Regions from separate parts of the Mus musculus genome. Here regions 1, 2, 3, 5 and 6 are each linked to region 4. Evidence: chromatin contacts called from public promoter capture Hi-C data. All regions are on one chromosome and are shown on one strand. Each heading gives the region's core, a stretch centred on a gene start, on an enhancer-like site or on the middle of the called end of the contact. The rest is flanking DNA. Distances are from core to core; before and after follow the strand shown.

Region 1 (3,810 bases), core at 978-3,477, 1.6 Mb after region 4:
TGTGGGGCTCATTTGTTCAGTCTTCCCACTTCCTGTTCCAGCTTGCCTCAGTCTGCTGATTGAGTGAGAAGTAAATGCTTTTATCTCATTAGTACTAGGGACACCTATTGCTTAGCTTTGGGTTTTTGCTTAATTTTTGGTCTTTTTTTTTTTTTTTTAACTTTTCCAAACCTGATTGGCATAGACTGCTTTTCTCTAAGAAGACCTTGTCCTCACCAGGCTACCGTTAGCCTCTCCTTCAGACCCTTTGCCTGCATTCCTTTACCTTTCACATGTCCTCTGCTTAATGAGATCTTATGCCCTGAAGCGTGTCATGTGTAAAATATATGAATACAGAGTATAATGAACACACGTGCTGATATATTTTTACTTCTTTAAAATAAATAAAAAATCCTATATGGATTTCAAAAATAAAATGTTTGAACATTAGTTTAACACAGAGATGTGGGTTTTTTGAGGAACATCAAAATACCAAACACAGTAACATATCATAATAACTCTTCATTGAATGGTAAATATAATTTTCCGAATATCTTTGATAAAAAATATCTGAAGGGATTAAAGTTCATAGCACTATGTTTCTGGAAACCCACCTCTTTGGCTCCAGCCTTTCATGTGAGCGGCATGGAGGAAACTGCCAGTGTGGTGGGCAATGAGGATACAGAGTGAGGACCGGAGAGGAAAATGATAGATAGATCAGCAATGGCTACTTGCTAAGTTGCAACAAGTAGTCCAGGTGATGCTGAAAAGTCAAAATGAGAGTACAAACCAGTCCTTTGATGGTCCCTGTGTCTAACTGGCTGTTCTCACGGTGTACATCTTTGCACGTGTGTGTGTGTGTGTGTGTGTGTGTGTGTGTGTGTGTACGCGTGCGTGCGTGCATGTGTGTGTGCGTGCGTGCGTGTGTGCGTGCGTGTGTGTGTGTGTGTGTGTGTGTTTGTTTTTGTGGTTGTTTTATTCTGATTCTCTGCCATCTTTATTGTCAAATTTCACTAAACACTGGCCATGCACTATAATGTGAATATGCTAATATTCCAAGCTAAATGATTGTCATGTCTGAACATTCTTCACTGTCAATAAGATTAAACAGTCAGGCGGAACACTGTGGCACCTGACCTGCTATCCCAACACTAAGGAGGCTGAGTAAGGAGGATCACGAATTTGAGGTGAGCCTGGGCTGCACGACAAAACACTGTCAACAACAACAACAACAACAAAATAAGAAATAATTTAGTTCCCTACTTTTATAAATGAGTTGAGTTTTTTAAATTGTCAACAATATATTGTAAAAGCTACCATTGAAAACTGTTTTCTAGCAAGTGATTTTTTATTTAACTCAAGTGTTTGGAAGTAGGTTTTTCTAAAGGATTAAATAATTTAATATGACCTCACCCTGTTCTAAGTCAAGGGAATTAGCAGCCAAGCATTAAGGGTGCACATTGGAAGCTGGGGTGACCAGGATGAATGAAGAGCAGCTGGGGCTGTCATTAGCATGTGCTTAGCTGCACTCTCCACAATCCAGACATTAGACCCGCCCAGCTTCCAGCCATCAGTGTATACATTTCCACCAGGAGGATCCTGAGATTGCTCAACTTCTACTGTCTTCACAGGGCAGGTCTCCGCAGGTGAGCAGCTTTCCCAGCGATTGTGTGTATGACTCAGAGTTGCTCTAGTGGCTGTGCCCATAGCAGTGTGAGGCAAGTTCCCATAGAATATTGCCACATGATAGTATTGAGACACTTAGAGGGAAAATAAAAGAGACTAAGCCAAAGAGGTATTTTGATGACTGTTGTGTTTAGTATTGATATGCTAACACACACTTGGTTCAATATCTGTGTCATAGTGATTGCAGTATCAGGTTCTGCACTGATTTAAGGTTTGGACAGCTTACACAGCATGCGTGCACTCTCATCACTTAAAGCGTGTGGCACTAGAAAGCAATGCTCTGACTGAATGGACAGCAAAAACATAAAAATAAAAATGGGTGAACTTGAGGCTAGTGCTGGCCACCATTAATGTGTTTATTTATATGGGTGAGCTCATAATGTATGTTTCAAAGGAAACATTAGAAACAGAAAAGTTAGAATTATCTACAGTAAATAAAAATGATAGACAAGAAGCTATTACACCCACATTAAAATATTTGGCTCCCTGGGGACTGTCAGCCTCAGCCAGTGATAGTTTGCACATATACAGTGCAACAGTGACCCCATTAGGCAGAGTTTCTCTTCCTTTTCTACCTTTCCAGGTGGACAAAAGGAAGAGATGCAGGCAATTGGGCAAAATAGGGGTGTTTAGAATGTGCCAAGGAGGGAGGTGAGATTTTAGCATTATCGTCATAGTGCCAATGATATTTAGCAAGTTCTTACTCAATAACATAAATTATTGAATTTGAATAATCAAAATTCCTGAAGGACAAGCCATATCTCTACGGTCCCCGAGGATACCGGCATAAAGTTGTCTTTAATTAAATGTACTTGAAATTCTCTAAAGTAAACCCGGGAGAGAAACTAAAACAAATCCACTGAGGAAGTTGCACTTCTGAGGTCGAACCACTAGAGGGCAGGAGAGCCCTGCTACTTTTGTTTTGCAACAGTCCTCTGGACACTGAGCCCCTCACCACTTGCCCTTGCCTGGTCCCCACCTCATGACTGGTTAAATGGTCTCTGCAGAAAGGGTCTCCAATCTTATTTCTAAAGTACCAGGCCTTTACAGTTCCCCAGGGACTTGTACAGAAGCAGAAAGCAAGTATGTATTTTACAGATTACATTGTTTCTGCTTTTGTGGAACTTTGTTTTTTGCTCTGGAGAAAAAAAAGGATAGAGCCACAGGCTTACAAGGTTTGTCCTTCCTTCCTTCCTTCCTTCCTTCCTTCCTTCCTTCCTTCCTTCCTTCCTTCCTTCCTTCCTTCCTTCCTTCCTTCCTTCCTTCCTCCCTCCCTCCCTCCCTCCCTCCCTCCCTCCCTTCTTTCTTTCTTTCTTTCTTTCTTTCAGAAAAGACCAAATTAGCTAATTTTTTACAAATACCTTCTTTATGAAAATCTAATTTAAAATGGGACAGTTTTAAAGACAATTTTAAAATGTAGCTAATTGTATTCCAAACAAAATATTCCATATAAGAAAACTAAAAGAATATCCACACTAAGTGCCAATGCTCAGAAGCCAGACGTTTTATTAATATTACTACTACTTCACAGAATTTTTAAATTACTTTGAAAGCACATTTTATGGTTTTCTTTTCCCACCCTCTCAATAGAGCTTTCATTCTGATAGGATGAGAGATTTGGTGGATTTTTTCCTGACTTAAGGTGAAGTCGGCTTGAGTGTCGCTTCAGGGCTTTAGTGGAGAGGATTTAAAGAAGCCGTTGTTCTCCTCCTTCGCTGACCTTCAGCCTCCTCTTGGTAAGTTTCATCTCTGGAACAAACAGAAATAAGCTTATCTGGCATCTTTGGCTTGGGACACTTAGAGTTACGCTTCTACAGACATATGAGCCTACTAAGTTTTCTTGCTGTAGAAGAGTATGATTTGAAAAACATTTTTTTTCCTTATAGAGAACATGCACATAAAACTATACTCTAGTCTTAGGCCCTTAGGATCACCAAAATAGTCTTCATTCTGTTTAATGGCAATTTGTATCCATTGAACATGGTAAATTCTGAAAACTAAGGCATGTTATCCCTGTGTGATAAGAGCCAAGGTTCACTAAATTAATAAACATCCAGTATTATTAACACTCCTGGTACCTTCTTAGTTTTTGTTAAAGTCTCCCCTCTTCACAGAAGTGCTTCCTGACACTTTACATTAAGTGGG
Region 2 (3,693 bases), core at 447-2,946, 1.5 Mb after region 4:
CCTTTGTCATTCCTATTCATTTTGCTTTTGTGATACAGTGATTCTGCCTGGCTTTCATATCACTTATGGCAGTGTTGGTTATTTATTTGCTATTATAAAAGGTAGCAAAGTTGACTCACGTCATTGAAATGTCAGGAAAATCAAAAGCAAAAGTAAAACACTACATTCAGTATAATTTTTCATATTTATAATAATTCCTTTATGCCTCTAGGTTAGAAGAGGTAAAAGAAAATAGATGATATATATTACAGGTATCTCTGACTTTCACTGCTAAGTAGTGTTGTCAATGTTGCACTTCATTTTCATAGCAGTACTTGTTTGTAAAAACTCAAGGTAATTAACATCAAATCAGAAATGAGTAAGTACAGCCAGGAGCATCTTAACTCTTAAGTTGGAGAGGAATACAGTAGGAACAGTTGAAGAGCACTTCATTTAGCACTGACTTCATGGGTGGGATTAATGTGACTGGTATGGACAGCATCATTTGCTGTTTAGGGGGTAATTGAATGAGAGGTGGGCCCTCCACAAGCCATTTCATCTATATCAGAACCAATCCTGAACCCGAAAGGCCCCTTGTGTACCTGTTGTCTGCATATTTCCTGTCCTCTCCTAAGAGCAGAAGCGTGCTGCACGACAGGACCACATCATTTGTGATCTGTGCTCTGGTAAATGGGTGTAGTCCCGCCTTCTCCTTGCCTACTGTGTACTTGGCAGCATTAATAGAATTATAGAGGGGGTGTGGAGCAGAGATAGCTGGCGACTTCAGTGGGAGCCTGGCCTTTTCTTAGAGTAATTGAGCTCTATTTGGGTTTTCAGGGTTGAGAAGAATGCTTCTCAGCATCACAGCTCAGAGTCTGGTGACTTCACTCTCATACTGACCTTTCACCCACCACCTTAAGATGTGAGAGGTCTTGTTTGGTAAAGTTATTATTTGTGGGAAATGACACATGGCACCCCATGGTGTGCATAGCAGCAAGTCCCAGGTATGCAGTCTCCAGGCTGTTAGCTGTGCTCAGGTCTATAGGAATTTTTTCGGAGAATGCTCTCAGGTGCTTGAGGCTAGACATATCCCTTTACTCTTGGTCTTTGAAGCCATTTGACATAAGTATCTTTCACTGGTAGCACTACAATAAGACTTTTAAAAAAGTTTTTTGACTTTTTTTTGGATGAACTTAATATTTATATGACTAGAAAAAAAAAACAGAAAAATGTTAGAGTTGTGACAATTTTTCTCATTTCAGGTGGCTCATGTGAGCAAGTTTAGTGAGAATAGTGGGCTGGGAATAAGTCTGGAGGCAACTGTGGGCCACCACTTCATCCGGTCTGTGCTACCAGAAGGCCCTGTGGGACACAGCGGGAAGCTCTTCAGTGGAGATGAGCTCTTGGAAGTAAGAAATTCTGATTTCCTTCTTTCTACTGATGCAAGTTGGGAAAGGCTGCTGGAGAATTAATAGTGATGAATATATCATAAAGTCAGTCCAAAGCAGAGATGCCAAAGCTGTGTGTGTATTCCAACTTGCAGATCCAGTTCCCCGTGTTCTCTTTTGGTGGTTTTTGTTCTGTTGTGTTTTATGCTGTTTTAGCCTTCAGAGACTATGAAACTTCCATGACTATTTTTCAAGTATATATTCAGTTCTTAGAATAGTCGACACCTTCATATGCTTCCATAGAGAATAACGACAAACAGCAAAACGCATCCTGTCTGTCCCCACTCACTCAATTCTTGTCGCTCAGTAGCTATCTACTGGTATTTGTTTCTCTGCAATCTGTCAATGTTTTTTTAAATGCAGAGAAAAAAAATGTTCCCAGTTTTAAAAACATTTTACCATACTATATATGCCATTTCTAGTCTTTCTTAGTAAAATCATTAAATGCTAATTCTTTGTAGCCTTCTCTCCTGCATCTACTAGGAATATTTGTATTCTCTCTCCCTACCCTACATTCACAGATGAAACCTAGAGAGAAGCTGAGGGTTTTACCATGGTACTTGAGAAGCTCTAGGTACAGCGAGACTCTGAGCTCAAGTTCAGGTCCTGTTTGGAAGTGCTTGCACAGGTCTAACTGCAGGTCTCGGCAAGGCAGAGCCACAGCCACTACCATAAAGAAATGTATGTTGTGGGAAAATGGTGCTCCCTCACACACAGACCTTTGTAGTTTAAAACTTATTTTGTGCGGACCTGCCTTTCTGCAGGTGAATGGTATAAATTTGCTTGGGGAAAACCATCAAGATGTGGTCAATATTTTAAAAGAGTTGCCTATAGATGTGACAATGGTATGCTGCCGTCGGACTGTGCCACCCATTGCCCTATCAGAAATGGATAGCCTGGACATAAATGATCTTGAACTCACAGAAAAGGTAGGCTGGACATAAATGATCTTGAACTCACAGAAGGAAGGCTAATTTGATGCTTAACACTGTTAGAATGTTAAGGTATTTTTATTTTCTGCAAGACTTGATTTTTTTTAAGAGTCTATGCTTATAGATCTAGAACCCAAACAGCTTGGGCTTGAGTTCAGTCAGAATTGATGCTTACCCTGAACAAAGCACCTCTCCTTTCTAAACCTCAGTTGTTGTTTTTGTCTTCTGTAAAATGTAGGTTAGGATGCTGCCCATCTCATGGACAGTCTCTCTGTAGGTGAAAACAGTTACAACAGATAACACTGCACACTGTGAACTTGACAGTAGGTCCTCCCAACTGCATGCCTTGCACTTGACATGAGGTACCACGCACCATGTGTATTTGGAGTGCCTCCATTAACTAGCTCAACCCCAATTGGCAGAAGTATGCAAGTCGTATACAGACGGAAAAGCATATCTTTATTTACCCACCCTGCCACCTCTGGTTTGTAGTTAACCATTTAATAGTTAAAATATAGAAAGATGTGTTTTAGTGTTTGTTTGGGTTTTAATTCATTTGTACATTTTAGTGTAGATCATAAGTTAACTCACAATTCACATCAAATAATACTCTATGGTGTGTATTTTTTATATGCTTATTCTTATCTGTTTGAATCACAATATCCAAGAACAGAGCTAATCATCTTTTTGGAAGGTGCTGCAACATAGACCCCTGGTCAGATATTGTGAAGCAGGGATTTCTTTTACCTTATGCTGAAGGAATCAATACAATGGAATAATTTTGTAACTTAAAGGGTAAAGTACAGAGTTTATCATTCACGTGGGTGATCATAACAGGAAAGAACAAGAAACATGATTCCAAACTGTGCCAGTCTAAGGCTGCGCAATGGCCTGCCTGAATATGTTCGTTTGGAGTGAGAGGGGTGGTCACAGGAGAGCAGAGGAGGAGGTTTGCGTCCATGGCTCTGGGCAGTGCAATAGAATATGAAAGCAAAGGCAGCACACAGACTAGACAAACACACCTTTCTTAGATTTGACATGCTCATGCAGATAAGTGGGGTTGGCTTAACCTGTTTCACTTTCTTTTGTTCTTAGGTTTGTTGTTGTTGTCATATGTTTTGTTCTGAGAGAGAAGTTAACATTATCCCTACTTAATCTATATAATTTTATGCACTGTAGAGACCTTTGCATATAATACAAAGCTTTACACACACCAACTTTTTCTTGAATTCATCTTAGGTTATATGCTTTGTTTTTAGTTAATCACAATACCACACTTCTTTTTATTTTTCATGTAGAGATGCTTCAAATGTACACAAGATTTGAAAGTCACA
Region 3 (3,742 bases), core at 876-3,375, 1.4 Mb after region 4:
GGCAGTGACTGCATGTTTTTGGTATGCAGGCCTGTTTATATGTGTACCAGAAAAAGAACTTCAGTGTAAAGGAAAAAGCCTTTAAGGTATTTCAGCCTTACAACAACTGCTAAGCGAGTGGTGGGCTACCTCCTTGTTTCTGCACAGGTTTCCCTGGCTTTGTTAATAAAAGCCAGATTCTCATTTCCATGGTTACCTTATGACAATGATGAGCAAGAAGTGGAGAGAGAGCAGATGTTAAGAGAGTCAACAAGTAATGAAACTTATCCTTCATTCCCAGTGTTAGAAGTTTGTTATTAAAAGATATGGAAAGGTAGAGCTAACATCTTTTCTGGTTTGTCCTTTCTATGTGGCTCAAGTAAAAGGCATTCTTTACCCAACAAATCATTATTGCTAGCATTATAAATTTCTAACATTCTATCAAAAGTTCAGGCATAGTATCTTTAACAAATTAAGTATCTTCAGAAAATGAAAATCTTTAGTGTACCTATTCAGATGTTTGGCCGTATGGTGCCAAACACCTGCATGTTCATTCAAGAAGCCTTTGTTGAAATGCTTGAACAGTTATGTGATGGTAAACCAGCTCAAAGACTATGAGTCCCAGGAGGGCTCAGAGTTCATCTAGTTTCTCCATTCTAGAGGTAGCGGTTGAGTGAAGAGGGTGGACAAAAAGCTCCGCTGTTTCAGATGGTGGAGGTGACTGTCACACTTAGAGTTGCTCCTTGCTTACTGTTGCTCATGTCAGCATGTTTCTTGTCAGGATGGTAATAACTTTGATTCCAGAGACTCAACTAGCTGAGTCTTAGAGGTGTGGTGCAAAGAAACAACCACAATAAAAAAATACCTAAAAAATCTTTAAAAATTTTTTTCTTTTAATTCTCAGGATGATCAGTTAGTCTCAAAACACAGGAAAAAAATAGAAGCTTCTTCTCATTTACTGCTAACATTCCAGCACTGCCCAAGGACAGACACTGGCCACAGCACACATATGAAAACAATTTGCAGTGCCTATCAATACAAAATGTATTAGCTAAAGTCCTTGGACTTGAAGTTAACAGGAAAGGTTTAAGATTAATGGGTCTAGAAATATCATCATTTTCCCTTGGCATGGTCTTCACGACATCTTCAGATTCTTAAAAATGCAACATTCTGCTATGAATCTACTGGTTTATCCCTTCAGTTGATTTTGCGAATCCCTCAGACCACGAAACAACAAAAACTAAGGCATGAGCTTTGTGCTACGTGCCACACAGATGAATCGCTATCTGATCTTGTTGCCCTGAGAAGAGGGTCATGCCACACGTATGGAGGTTGTCAATTGCATGGGTGTTTTCTAAAATCCACTATGAAATTAAACAATCTAGGAAACAAGTCAAACTACTATCGCCTTAAACATTATTCTTTCAATAATAATAGCTTAAATTATATTTTACATAATCAGCTATGAGGTATCTATTGAAGGTAAATGTAACTATACAGCTTGAGTCCCTTTGGAAGGATGTAAGACAATTATGCGCTTTTCCCAGTTCTCTGACGACATTTCTGGCCAGATCATGAAATTAAATCCAGCCAAAATTAGATAACAATGAAAACCTTACAATTAATTTATAAGTGCTCTTTCAAACTGCAGAAAGGCTTAAGACTGAAAGCAAAGCAAAACAGTTTGAGCAAACATGTTCATGGTAAGCCTGTACATAATTAGCAACATACAATAGCAAACACACACACATTGTGTGGCTTGACTTTTGACACCTCGCTTCTGTTAATAAAATGTCACAAAAAAAAAATGGTGACTCAATTGAAAATGTAGCATTCATGTGTGGCAATTACAGTTGGGATTTTAATAACAAAAACTACCATTTGTTTAAAATTTAAATTTTGCAGGCATCTTTTGTACGTTTTCTTGTATAGCTCTCATAACTTTAAGAAGAGATGAAACGTAGAAAACTAGAGCAATTCTTCCCTGGGTTGCATAACTAAGAAGAGAAAAGTCAAGTTCCAGATCCAGTGTCTGGTTACAACCACCTCAAGGTTAATTTTCACGTTGTGGACACATGAGCATTTAAAAAGTAATTACCGTAGAGTTGAGATGAGATTGTGAAATGGAAACAGACAGATGGACACTAACTTAACTCTGCCACAGACTCGGTGAGTAACTGTGTCTCAGTCACTTCATTAGAGCAAACTCCACTTTCTCATTTACAAAGCAAAAAGTTTCTCTTGGTCATTTGGGAAAAGCATGGCTTCCAAATCAAATGACTACTTGTGTCTCTGAGATGACAAATTGTAATGACTAAACCTATCCGGATGTCGAAAGGATAAGCACATTTTAAGCCAAACACAGACTTAAAATAATGTGTTTCTCTGTGAACCTTTTGATAACTAAATCTAAGTAGCAGTTACTAGCTTTTTATCTGTATTTCACAGCACCACATCTATATGGTGATATACAAGTGAAGATATACTAAGATGAAATTCTCAAATCTTCATAAATAATATTCATTTTCTCTGTGTTGCAAAAATTAATTTGAATGCTTATGGATATTTTTCTAAGTTTTATCTTTCCTGAAGAAATCTGTATAGACTGGGTTAAAAATATTTTCAGGAAAATTTTAAAATGAAGACAAAAATAAAAATCGATTACATAATAGACTGGGATTGGAGCAACATATAAATCCTACTTTGGAATGAAAATTCCTATCAATCAATTATACAGTGTGTCAATGCAGTCGTAAATTGAACAAAGATTGAATTTTAAGACCTTACTTATCCATCATTCTTAGTATTCATTTCCTTATTAAAATGAAAGGAATTTTCCCTCTATTTTAATGGTATCTCTCCCATTTACAAAATCATCCAAATACTTTATAAACGGAGACTAATTTCCTGTCTCAGCTTTACTATGTTTTGCCAAAATATCCCCAGTCCAAAATCAAATAGCAAATCCATGATTCTGAAATGGCCTCAGTAAGCCAATTTTCCCTAACCTCAGTGTCGTCTTCTTCTTCTTCTTCTTCTTCTTCTTCTTCTTCTTCTTCTTCTTCTTCTTCTTCTTCTTCTTCTTCTTCTTCTTCTTCTTCCTCTTCTTCCTCCTCTTCTTCTTCTTCCTCCTCTTCTTCTTCCTCTTCCTCCTCTTCTTTTTCCTCTTCTTTCTCTTCCTCCTCCTCTTCCTCCTCCTCCCCCACCCATCTCCAGCCTTCCTTCATCTTCCCTGTTCAAATGGTTCTCCCAGTCCACAAGAAAGCCATCTTCTGCATTAGGAAAGAGACTTCTTTCTAGTAAAAAAATAGTCTTTGCTTTTATAACCTTAGATACCTTGAAACCCTGTTCCAATTAATCATTACTTCCTTGACTTGAGGCTTAATATAAAATATTCATGTCTACTTCCTGCATACCAACAAGTGATTTCCATTTACCATCCAGCATCTTTATTAGCTTTACCTGTGTTCTTGCTGTAAATTATGAAATGAATTATAAGTTTCAGACTAACTGGAAAAAAAATATATATATATATAAAATTACCCAATGACTTCCACCATTGCAGCATACCTGCAACTCAAATTTGAGGATTATGCTGCTATACAACATAAAAACATAGTATGATGATGGAATATTAGTGTTGTTTATTCTCCATTTAAGTGGACAGGGTAGTATTTTTCTCTCACATCTTATAGTAAACTCTAGGGTTTAGAATATACTTAGCTATTTAAATTTTTGGCAGGATATGATTCTGTTCTAGAAA
Region 4 (3,509 bases), core at 983-3,482:
TTCACAGGTTTCCAGGTGACACAGAAGCTGCATGTCTGGGGACCACACCATGAAAACAAATTAATCTATGACTTAAAGGTCATCAAGTGTCAGCAATCAGGAAAGAACATATTTTCCAAATCCCTAGCAGTTCATGATAACATGGGGTTCCAAACAAGCTCCATAAGTTCTCTACAAGTGCAGCGAGGACACAGAACTCTGTTGGCAGGGGTCCCCAGGATCCCCCTCAAAGTCTGGCTACCACTGAGAGCATCATGTCCAAAAGGTAGACACAGAGCCACACTCTTGTAATCTCACCACTAGGGAGCCTGAGACAGGAGGATGGTCTTGAGTTTGAAATGTGACCCAACATTGTCATTCATATCTTCAGGAAGGTAAAGCTAGATCTTGAAATATATTCAGAAAAGAACCTAAGGATGAGTCAGAGCAAAGTGAATTTATTAAGTAGCGATAAGGGACAACACAAACTTCAGATTTAAGCCCAAGTACAGGTAAGACTGTGGGACAGAGGACACACACATACACACACACACAAGCACAAGAGAGGAAGCCAGTCTGTCTTGAGGAAAGGACAATAGTACACATCTGAGACGTGACTTTGTGTGTGTGTGTGTGTGTGTGTGTGTGTGTGTGTGAGAGAGAGAGAGAGAGAGAGAGAGAGAGAGAGAGAGAGAGAGAGAGAAAGAGCAAGAGCGAGCAGTTATGCTGGGAGTCTTTATGGTATATATATCACATATGCAATATATACATATATGTGCATATATGTGTATATGTATATATGTATACATACACATATAATTCTGCAGCTAAGTTAACTTGCTCAAAAGATGTAATTTACAAAGCTTAAGAACTAAGAACAGTTTAAAAATAAAGGAAAGTCATGATTTACTTATTTCTCTTATCTTAAAGAACGCCCCTTTTGTAAAGAAGATTGTCAGGTGGTTTTATGAGGCTTCTGTTTAGATTTAGAGTTGAGAGAGTACTGCTAACAGGGTTAAAGTCAAGGCTGCAATCACCCTGGCCCTGAGTAGCTGCCACAGTGACTGTGACACTGTTGTTTGAGATGTAGAGGGAAGAATGAGCACTATCTTGGAGACAGCCTTGGCTTTAGTGGTTGTGTTGATGTTTCTTGACACACAGCCAGGAGGAAAGCTAGGTCTCCGCGTGAGAGGCCTCCCCCTTTCCCACACTCCCTTGTTTTCTTTGTCTTCCTATCCTGCCCCTATCAGTGGGGAAGTAGAAGATTTTTTTTTTTTAAGGGGAATGAAATTAAGGGGATTTGTCAGGAAATGGAACAAGCTAGTTGAAGGTAACTTTAGAGTTAGTACAGCTGTCGTCCCAGGACCTGAGTAACAGGTACCACCGGGAACAGTTTGTTCTGGAAGGCTCTCAATACCATTCAACAAGAAGTACAGACTTCCTACAGCAGGGAATTCCTCTCCCATCCACACATGATCTTCTTCTGGGACATGTAGGCATAACCAGCTATCTCCATACAGTATAAACTTTTCCACGGCACTATTTAGGAGTGACGTGCAAAAAGCTATATTATTATATTATATATAATATAACATATTATATTATATTATTATATTTATATTATATTATTGTATCTCAGGCGTTTGTGAGGATAACAGCTTAGATTGGGAGATGGGTTATTTGAGCTGTTGCGTTCATTAATTTTTTTTCCTAGGTGTCACTGATTGGAGCGCTGACAATTTATAGAGATTATCTGAAATGCATTTAAAAATGATTTGAATGCGGATTTAGGTTGCCAACAAGAATTGGAAAAACCTCCAATGGCTGGGGTATCCCAAAAGAGGGTCTGAAGGCCCTAAAGATGAACACTGCTGCTTTGGGGTGCACTGATAGGTGTCACCTCCAGATCCTGAATTAAAATTCAGGTACGGAATGAGCAGGCCTGAGACTGCATTCTCTCCAGAATCCCAGAAGATGTCAATGTTGCAGACTAAATTTTGAAGCAAGGTAACATTGGAAAATCCATAGCTGTCACTGGGGAGAGAGGCCTGTTCCCCGACAGAAGGAGGAAGCGAGCACTGCTTAAGGCTGAGGCTGGTCCTAGGCAGGGAGGGTGTGGGGACACGCGTGTGCGGCCGCCTGGGCAGGGCCGGGATGCAGGGCGGGGAGGCACAGGTAGGTTAGACGAAGGTAGGCCGGGCGCAGCGCTGGGCTGCGAGCGCTTTCAGGTCTTTCGGCCCTCGGCGGCTCCCATCGCAGCTCCGGGGCGCGAAGCGGAGAGGGCGACGGCGGCCGTGCCTCCGCGCGGGCGCGCGGGCATGCCGACACCCACTCGGCCGGTCCCGGCGCCTCGGCTCCCGGAAGCGGAAGGGGACTGCGGCCCGGCCTGGGCGGCGGAGGCGCGGAGCCGAGTGGAAAGCGGCGGAGCGGGCGGCGGTGAGTGTGGGCCGGCGGGCGGTCCCGCACCTGCCATGCAGCATCCCTCCCGGAGACCGCGGCCCTGAATGGGCTGGGGTGGGGAGAGAAATCCGCCGAGTTCTCCCCGGGACTCTGGCGTCCCTGCACCCCCGGGGCCCGGGCTGTCGGCGTGACCGAGCGTTTCATTCATTTCGAGGTCGCTGGTGCGGAGCTGCAGAGGACCCTCTGGGAGAAAACCGTGCACCTCCATTGACCTTCTCCCTCCTCTCCCTCGGCCGGCCGCACCGGCTGTTTTGAGAAAATGGCTTTCCGCATGGCAGCACTTTGCACTTGTTACCATTCCCTGTAATCACTCGCTGAACGTAACCTGCGCTGGTCGTTTAAAATTTATGGTCTTTTCTCGAGATGTATTTGGGTCACATTTTAAGATACCGTATGAGTCAGTGGAAGATGTTTGTATCTCCAGGGCTAAGAGGACCTGGCCGGTCATTACTTGAAAATACTGCAATATAGCAGTTCATAAAAGTACAGGAGGGGCTGGGTAAAAATCAAGGTCATTGTGGGTGGGTCATAAATCAGTGTAAAGTTTCAGCCCAAAATAAGGGCAAATAAGGGTAATTAAGTGTAAGTTTAAAAGACTTGTCCAATGGGTCCTCCACCCACTGCTAATATGCATACCCCTCACCCTCCCCCCCCCGACCCCAAATTCACTCCCTACTTTGTGGTAAAAGATAATGATAGCCGTTACCATTTGATGACTGCTTAGTGTGTGCCATTCCTAGATGAAAGGGTTTGGTGCAGTATCTCATTAAGTTCTTCCAGAGCTTGAGATCCACGGATAAAGTTCAGAGGGTACCCTGTTGCCACCTTAGTTGTGCCCTCTCAGTAGTAAGGCTTTTGAAGAGGAGAAGTGGTATGAAATCATTTGGGGGAAAAAAAAAAAACCAGATACAGTTTGGAGTTGAAGACAGAAAAGCCAGATTCGCTTTTGGTTTCTGTACTATCCAGCTATGGGGTCATGGGTAGGCCAGGGATCCAGTGTTATTTTCTCATCTATACAACTAGGTAGCCAGGCTACGTTTTTCTAAGCGGTGATCTTTCAAGCTTTCTCA
Region 5 (3,565 bases), core at 449-2,948, 2.0 Mb after region 4:
CCTTCAGTTATGCATGCCACAGTGAATGCCAGGGTTGGGAAATGCCTACAACGTTGCAGAAAACAGTGTGTGTAAGATGTGTTAGCCATGTTTTGTTCTTCTAGAACAAAATCTATTATGTCATCTTCACACGAACATCCATAGTTGCAAATCTGGTTCAGTTGTCAAAAGAAAAACCATTCAATTACATACATAGCACGGGCCTGCAATAAACATTTTCCTGTGCCCTTCGGTTCAGTACAGCTAGGGGCTGTAAAGTCTAGGACTACACTGACATCTAGAGGAAAGCGGCCCTAAGCACAGAGCTTTTCCAACGACTTTACAAGTTTCCTGGCTCAGTTTTCAATTTTATTATTAATTTTTGCCATGCATCTTTGCCATTCTCTTGTTCTCTAAGCTGACTATGAATTTATTTATTTTTTTTACAGAAATACTCTGTCCTAAAAAGCATAGACTAATGCAGAGAAAAAAGAAAGAAAACCAAAAATTCCCACCCGTTAGTGAACTAAGATTTCGTACAAAGATGAAGTGAATCTTTGTCACTTTCCGACCTGTCTTTGCTGGGATTAAAGTAGCTGAAAGGTGCTAAAGAAATACCTGAATAGTTCATATTGTTGTCCTTCCTATAGAATTGCAGACCCCTTCAGCTCCTTGGGTGCTTTCTCTAGCTCTTCCATTGGGGGCCCTGTGTTCCATCTAATACCTGACTGTGAGCATCCACTTCTGTGTTTGCCAGGCACTGGCATAGCCTCACAAGAGATAGCTATATCAGGGTCCCTTCAGCAAAATCTTGCTGGTGTATGCAATAGTGTCTGCGTTTGGTGGTTGATTATGGGATGGATCCCCAGGTGTGGCAGTCTCTGGATGGTCCATCCTTTCGTCTCAGCTCCAAAGAGGCCCCTTGGTCTTGCAAACTTTATATACCCCAGTACAGGGGAACACCAGGGCCAAGAAGTGTGAGTGGGTGGGTAGGGGAGCAGGGTGAGGGGAGGGTATAGGGGACTTTTGAGATAGCATTTGAAATGTAAGTGAAGAAAATACCTAATAAAAAATTGGAGAAAAAAAGAAATACCTGAATAAAATTCACTTTACTGCTTTAAAACTATGTATAGTGATAATAAAATTATTAGGACAAAATGTTAATATATACATACACACGTGCACACACACATATATACATATATCATACTTATATATACATATACACATACATATCATAACATGTATATATATACACACATACACACATACGTATACATATACATATACGTCATATAAATTCACATACACATACACTCCAACAATTTGGTACGTGTGCTATGTGTAGATGATCTGTTAGAATGCTTTCATATATTTTAAATCTAACCCGGAGTATCAGTTAAGGAAGTACATCTCCTTAATTTAAAAAGACAGATATGCATAAGCCGACTCGGTCTCAAACGTGTATTTTAGAGATGAAATTGAAACATTGTGGTTTCAGTATGGACGTAGGGAAGAGCTGAATGTTTTCCTTAGTCCAGGAACATAGAAATACATTGAGCTGGGCAAGATCTATTCTGAGGTTGCCTCTCAAAACCCTGGAAGCACCAAACAGGCAGCCGGTGCAGCGCGCAAAGGAGGCTTCTGGAAGGAATGCTGCCAAACCCAGGCGCTCCATCATGATTTGCATAAGTGCAAGCGCAGTTCCTCCTGCGTTGTAGTGCTGCACCCCAGACGCTGGGAAGCAGCTGAAGCAGCAGATGACCGTTTACTTTGCCAGAGCGCGTGAAGCAGAGAACATCCCCACATTACTCACTAAGTAATGAGGAGGGGACTGAGAAGCGTTCCGCGGTTCTGACGGGCCTGCCAGTTAGCCCCTGGGCTCTGCTTTGTGTGCTCCACACACAGCAGAGGCTCTCAGGAGGTAATGCAAATGAATCAACAGACAGCGAGAGGTCCCAGCAGCAGCAGGCAAGGTACCGCCTATGCAACAGGGCGTGATGACAGATAATTAGCTGTGACATGCCCTCGATGGCACTGGGAGGAGAGCATTCAGTTGGAAATCAGCGTGCTACAAGCTATGGCAAACCTAGAGATCAAACTTTGCAGCATACATATATATATATATATATATATATATATATATATATATATATATATATATATATTTACAGATGATTGTTTAAAAAATGTAGTTATCACTGAACTTCGTAGAACCTCTTGAAGTTTATTAAGTTCTTTTACATTAAAGCCCATACACCATCACTACAGATACACAACATACATTCTTACTTTGAGTGTTTACAAATTTATTTTTGTTTTGTAGAGCTGTCCTTATTTTAAATATAAGAAAACGGTCGCTTAGAGAAGTTATGAACTACTAGAGGACCGGCAAGCCAGTGGGGCACGCCTTTAACTTTGGCACTCAGGGAGCAAAGGCGGGCGGAGTTCCAGGCCAGCCTGATCGATGTGGTGAGGGAGTCTGAGACAGTTAGGACTAAGATGTTGGCATTTCTACATGATTTTATTTTTCTTCTTAAAAGCTGCTTGTTTGTTTGTTTATAAAAAACATTCTAAAGGTCACTACTAGAACTGGGAAAGTTTTGAACTACACATTAGAAAGGAGTGTTCTATTTCTGTCAAATTTCCTTTCCATTTCATTATGTATAGTAAGAGAACTTTCCTGAAAAAACATTCACAGGGGTGACACAACTGAAACAGGAATAAAGGGCCCAAATATCATCTACTTACTTCTATTCTTGCTCAGGAAACACACCACACACACACACACACACACACACACACACACACACACACACGAATAGTAATAGCGAAAACATATGTGCAAAATGTAGTACCAGTTAAACCTACCTATAACATTTTTGAGGGTGCATTATATTCTTGCAAACGTTCCACACACTGGAATTTTCTTAAGAAAGCTAAACATGGATCATAGGTCAGTTTTTCTTTGAAAGCTTTAGATATTTGTCTACCAAATTAACCATTCCTTTCAATATCTGTATGCTTAGCATAGGCCAAGTGGGTCTGATTCCCACGCCCGCCTAGCCCTTTCAGCTTGGTCACAACCATCAGTGTCTTTAGTCGGTCAGGCTCATCTATTGTCTGTGGATGTACTTGGATGCTGTAGCACCCACCTTTCATTGTGCGCCCGGAAGAGCCTGATGACCATGATGAAGGAGCGTAATTATACAAGAAACGGGGACACATGCTTGCTATTATTGTTTAGCTGGGAATGTTAGCAGTATGGGGGGATTATTAATTACAAATGTCTCTTCCATCAACATAGAAGCTGTTTCTTCTGTTTTCAATGATCACGTGAGCATTTTTAAGCCAGAAAAAGAGCGGCAGCTGCGAACGTTGTTCATTTCAGCCAGAGTCGCTTGTTGCCCATAATCAAAATTGTGAAATGTGCTCAAAGGGGCCATCTTGTGGGAGATTTCTATTCAATTTTCAGCAGATTTATTGACAAAATCGGGCCAAATCTGAGGGTAAGAAAGAAACAACAGCATGGTAGTACATTTGATGACGTATCATAAGCTTCTGGCTTGAAATCTAAATAACAAAA
Region 6 (3,965 bases), core at 1,206-3,705, 1.3 Mb after region 4:
GTTACAGGGGATCCAACATAGTCTTCCAGCCTTTATGGGCACCTACACACAAACTCATGCAGGCACAGGCACACATGCACACACACACACACACACACACACACACACACACACACACACACACACACAAACACATATACACACTCACACATATGAGTGAATAAATAGGGGTTGGGGAGTTAGCTCAGTGGTAGAGTGCTTGCCCAGCAAGTGCAAGGCTCTGGGTTCGGTCAACTCTGGGTGGGGGGTGGGGAGGAGACAAAATGAGTAAATAAATAATTTTAATAAATCAAATTAAGGCTTTTCAACTAAATAAATGTAATATACATTGGGTTTTGCTTTCATTTGGAAAAACCATACTTAACAATTGTAAGATGTAATGATTTTTCACATCTTAATATCTCTAAAATTGGGATATATATTGTAACTGATGGACAGCATAACTTTTGGGCACTATTCTTCTCTATGATTTTCACAAATCATAGCTTCCTTTATATTTCAGAATACAGGCAAATTATTTTGAAGCATTAAGAGTAATAGTCTGAGAAGACTCGAGAATGGTTTCTTGACATTTATGATGTAGAAATTTATATTTTTATATCCACTTCATTAGAACTGTCCCTCTAAAGAGGGGTTAATCTTCATCAACCAAGTTTTTTAAATCTTTCAAAGTGAACACACACTCACTGAGCATTTTATAGGCATGGGACCTATGATGAATTTTAAGGAAAAATATCTATCCTAAGAAGCAGTAGAATATTTATTTACAAATTAATAAAAATAACTAAAGATGATCATTACCACTCCCCAAGCAAAAAAAAAAAAAAAAAAAAAAAAAAAAAAAGCGTGAAATGGCCCCTCAACAACAAAGCTTAGCTATGGCAGGGCTGACCCAACAGAAGTCATGTTTATAACTGTCATATTTTATTTTGTCAGAGATTATGACGTGGCATGCCCTTTTCAGTTAAGCTTCTATCGACATCTATTCTACCTCTATTGCATGTCCTACTGACACTGTTGCCTTAGCATGCAAGTGCATTTCTGAATTCTAACAGATATGGTAGATAATTAGAAGAACTGCAAACAGAACAAAATTTCTATGTAACAAAAAATATAATTTCTAACACTAGGTCTCTGATGTTATCCTGAATGATGAGATAGTTGTTTAGTTAGTTTATATACTTTTGGTACCAAATAATAATAAACTGAATAGCTATCTTCATTCTACGAGCAAACTGCAATGCCTTATAAAGTTTTCCTGTTGTGCAGTTCTAAAGTATCCACACACAGCTGGAAGCCCCACTTTTAACTTACAAAATGAGAAAATTGGAAAATATGATGCCATTTCACCAAGCGCCCTAGTTAGAGCAATTTGCAGGATTGTTTTCTATTAAAATGTAAACCATTTATGAAATTAAGTAAAAACAGACTATTCAAGTGGAATATAGAGAATATCATTTGAATTCAAGTTGAGAAGTTCAACACATTTACAAGAATTTTTATATGTCCATATACTGTTATATATGGACTCAATCTTCCATATCAGAGGAACTAAAGAAATGAATGTTCTGAGATCATCTACAGTGTTCCTCTGCATCTGAAATGAGGTTTACTTATATATTCAAAGTATATTGATGATCTGGACATTTAAGTACTATCTCCTCATTCACAAGTCATGTACATCACCATGGTTACATGACGGTGTCTCTCTGTTACAGTCTTCATACTTGCAGAAACAATGAACATGACCAAGAAAGCTCTAGCTTCATTAGAAGTAGAAGAGAATGAAACTCTATTACTTTTTCTTTAGGGTTTACTTTCAATGATTAATCTGTTTGTATCTAGTGTTACTACTCAAACTCTGAACCAATAAGTCTGAAGAATAAAATTTGTGCCTTCCTTCCTACTTATGGCTTCCATAAAATCCAGCAATTGATGACTGTTTTTATTCCTCTGGTGCCACATCCATAGGATAATGGTAATATTTATCTTTACAGTTATTTATACAACTGAGTGAGTTATTATGTGTGGGATACTTACACAAAAGATGTATTTCTTCATTGATTGCTTAAAATGTGTCTGTAGCCATTGAAGACAAGCTTAGCCTTATAGTTCTGTTTAACAAGAATGTATTTAAAAGATTAGCTTTAATTTTTTAGTAAGGTTCATAAATAATGCTACAGTTTGAATGTGATTTTCCCTTCTAAAATTCACACTGAAATTTAATCCTCATTATGAAATATGAAGAGATGGGGCAAGGTAGAACCTCTGAGATGCCTTTAGAGCTCTGCCCTCCTGACTAGCTCATCATTCAAGGGATTAACATATTATCTCAAGAGCAGGTCTGCTATCAATTCCAGTTTGGCTATGTTTCTCTTAGGCTTCCTGCTCCATGTGGAGCCCTGTGCCAGCTGGGAACTCTAGCTGCAAGAAGATCATCACCAGATGGGTACTCCCAACATTGAATCAGAAGTATGAGCTAAAAGAAATCCATTTTCTTTATACTTTACCAAGTCTGTGGTATTGTGATATGAGCAACAGAAAACAGATTAAGACACATAAATTTCAAATGCACTCAGTAGTTCTATTGAATAAATATCTGTTAAATAATGTGATAGAGCCAAAGAAAAGGCAAAGTATTAAGGGTCGTACATCAGTGTGTTTCCAGAGCAAGAAGCATCTGCACTCACATGGAAGATCCCTCAGACTGCTCAGACTGCGCAAGTCTTACAAAGAAATATGTGTCTTCTTGTGATGAAGCAATAATGTGGCAAATTAGTTACAACAGGGAGTCTTGAAACACCTACCAAGAAACATCTAGAAGCTGACTTAAAAATGCTCAAAAGAATTGAAACAGTATCCATAAAATGATTCAAGGAGAGAAAAGCTATACAAAGACAAATTAATACCCAGAAAACTTTCAAGATACCTGGGATACAGGAAGAAGCTAATATGTCTGGCATGAGTAGTTTCAAATAAGGATTTTGGCCACCTTATTAATTTGATTTGTTAAAAGACAAAGTAAAAATCACATTGTCTTTATCACAGAAGAGATATTATCAGAGACCAATTTTTCATAGTTCTTGAGTCAGGGTCATCGCGTCTTTGAATTAAAGCCAAAGACTTTTGTTTGAAGCCAAAGGTCCACGAAGCATGGGAGATTTATTTTCCTGATAAAGAAATGTGTGACTTTTCTAAAGGGAGAGAAAATGTGACCCAAGACTTTGAGGGTTCTGAAAGGGGCCTTTATCACAGCTCTCACCAGCTCTTGTGCCTTTTATTCATGTTTGCCTCTACCACCACCAAGTCTTCCTCTGATTCACGCAGAGCAGATGGTCTTTCCCATTTGGTAATTTAGAATTTAGAATAACAACTCTATCCAAACAGGCATATCGGCAATCCTCCCCCAAAGGTTTTTTCTTTCATGTGAAAAGAAATTTTGTACAGCTGTTAGGAGAATATCGTGTTCTCTATTTCAGCACACAAACTATCTGAAATGCCTCCAATCTGCAGGTCTTCCATACTCTGCTCCTGTAGTCATAAAACTACAGGGAAACGGTTATCAGAAGCACTGCCTAAATCTATGACTATCCACAATCACCTTGTCATAGAAATCCATGTTCAAAACTATCAGCATCCTTGATAATGACTAGTTCATTGACTATGCAAACTTCTCAAATGAAATTTTCCTTTCCGCACTATTGCTTGGTTATTTAAAGTAAAAAGAAAAATGTTCATTAAAATCTAGGCAGGATTTAAAGAAGTAAAAATGCTAAATTGTTGCTTCCTCCTAGAAATTGCTTACTATCAGGATTTCTTTGATGATTTTATTTTTTTGTGAGACAAGGTCTTACAATTTATCCCTGTCTGGCCTGGAACTTCCTGAATCAGGATATTTTTGAGTGTTGTGATCATAAAAAGAGAAAGAGCCAAAAGAATATGTTCTGGCAGGGTGTGGGGGGAGG

What was found. Promoter capture Hi-C pulls out the DNA fragments that hold promoters and counts their contacts.
Region 1: a contact with region 4 is called in a promoter capture Hi-C map of hippocampal neurons, with 11 times the contacts expected there. The contact joins the enhancer-like site here to the promoter of Zdhhc21 in region 4. A contact is called at or near these places in 6 of 39 promoter capture datasets (the 3T3-L1 cell line, cranial neural crest, hippocampal neurons and 2 more), 1 of 115 datasets of contacts at active chromatin or transcription factors (astrocytes) and 1 of 9 other capture datasets (adipose tissue).
Region 2: a promoter capture Hi-C map of hippocampal neurons shows a contact between it and region 4, with 7 times the contacts expected there. The contact joins the enhancer-like site here to the promoter of Zdhhc21 in region 4. A contact is called at or near these places in 6 of 39 promoter capture datasets (3T3-L1-derived adipocytes, cranial neural crest, frontonasal cranial neural crest and 3 more), 1 of 115 datasets of contacts at active chromatin or transcription factors (astrocytes) and 2 of 9 other capture datasets (adipose tissue and liver).
Region 3: a promoter capture Hi-C map of hippocampal neurons shows a contact between it and region 4, with 10 times the contacts expected there. The contact joins the enhancer-like site here to the promoter of Zdhhc21 in region 4. A contact is called at or near these places in 9 of 39 promoter capture datasets (the 3T3-L1 cell line, cranial neural crest, embryonic stem cells and 5 more), 2 of 115 datasets of contacts at active chromatin or transcription factors (astrocytes and embryonic forebrain) and 1 of 9 other capture datasets (adipose tissue).
Region 5: a contact with region 4 is called in a promoter capture Hi-C map of hippocampal neurons, with 12 times the contacts expected there. The contact joins the enhancer-like site here to the promoter of Zdhhc21 in region 4. A contact is called at or near these places in 6 of 39 promoter capture datasets (the 3T3-L1 cell line, cranial neural crest, embryonic stem cells and 2 more), 1 of 115 datasets of contacts at active chromatin or transcription factors (astrocytes) and 1 of 9 other capture datasets (adipose tissue).
Region 6: a promoter capture Hi-C map of hippocampal neurons shows a contact between it and region 4, with 9 times the contacts expected there. The contact joins the enhancer-like site here to the promoter of Zdhhc21 in region 4. A contact is called at or near these places in 9 of 39 promoter capture datasets (the 3T3-L1 cell line, 3T3-L1-derived adipocytes, cranial neural crest and 6 more) and 1 of 9 other capture datasets (adipose tissue).

Annotation. Positions count from the first base shown.
Region 1 is chr4:81,250,913-81,254,722 of GRCm38.p6, reverse strand. No RefSeq gene overlaps it. Among named protein-coding and RNA genes, the nearest start is that of Gm25803, 86 kb to the left of the region's middle. Within about 2 kb of position 2,227, at least 17 of the 459 cell types and tissues checked have an H3K27ac peak or open chromatin away from gene starts, as enhancers often do. A contact at or near this core is called in adipose tissue, hippocampal neurons and liver, where this site is marked.
Region 2 is chr4:81,361,689-81,365,381 of GRCm38.p6, reverse strand. It overlaps Mpdz (multiple PDZ domain crumbs cell polarity complex component), which reads left to right. Exons shown (of 47, transcript NM_010820.3): 14 at 1,242-1,388; 15 at 2,192-2,356. Among named protein-coding and RNA genes, the nearest start is that of Gm25803, 25 kb to the right of the region's middle. Within about 2 kb of position 1,696, at least 3 of the 459 cell types and tissues checked have an H3K27ac peak or open chromatin away from gene starts, as enhancers often do. A contact at or near this core is called in hippocampal neurons, where this site is marked.
Region 3 is chr4:81,500,409-81,504,150 of GRCm38.p6, reverse strand. No RefSeq gene overlaps it. Among named protein-coding and RNA genes, the nearest start is that of Mpdz, 59 kb to the right of the region's middle. Within about 2 kb of position 2,125, at least 7 of the 459 cell types and tissues checked have an H3K27ac peak or open chromatin away from gene starts, as enhancers often do.
Region 4 is chr4:82,858,396-82,861,904 of GRCm38.p6, reverse strand. Zdhhc21 (zinc finger, DHHC domain containing 21) reads left to right here and starts at 2,232. Exons shown (of 9, transcript NM_026647.4): 1 at 2,232-2,415.
Region 5 is chr4:80,862,959-80,866,523 of GRCm38.p6, reverse strand. No RefSeq gene overlaps it. Among named protein-coding and RNA genes, the nearest start is that of Tyrp1, 31 kb to the right of the region's middle. Within about 2 kb of position 1,698, at least 95 of the 459 cell types and tissues checked have an H3K27ac peak or open chromatin away from gene starts, as enhancers often do. A contact at or near this core is called in hippocampal neurons, where this site is marked.
Region 6 is chr4:81,539,136-81,543,100 of GRCm38.p6, reverse strand. No RefSeq gene overlaps it. Among named protein-coding and RNA genes, the nearest start is that of Mpdz, 98 kb to the right of the region's middle. Within about 2 kb of position 2,455, at least 7 of the 459 cell types and tissues checked have an H3K27ac peak or open chromatin away from gene starts, as enhancers often do. A contact at or near this core is called in hippocampal neurons, where this site is marked.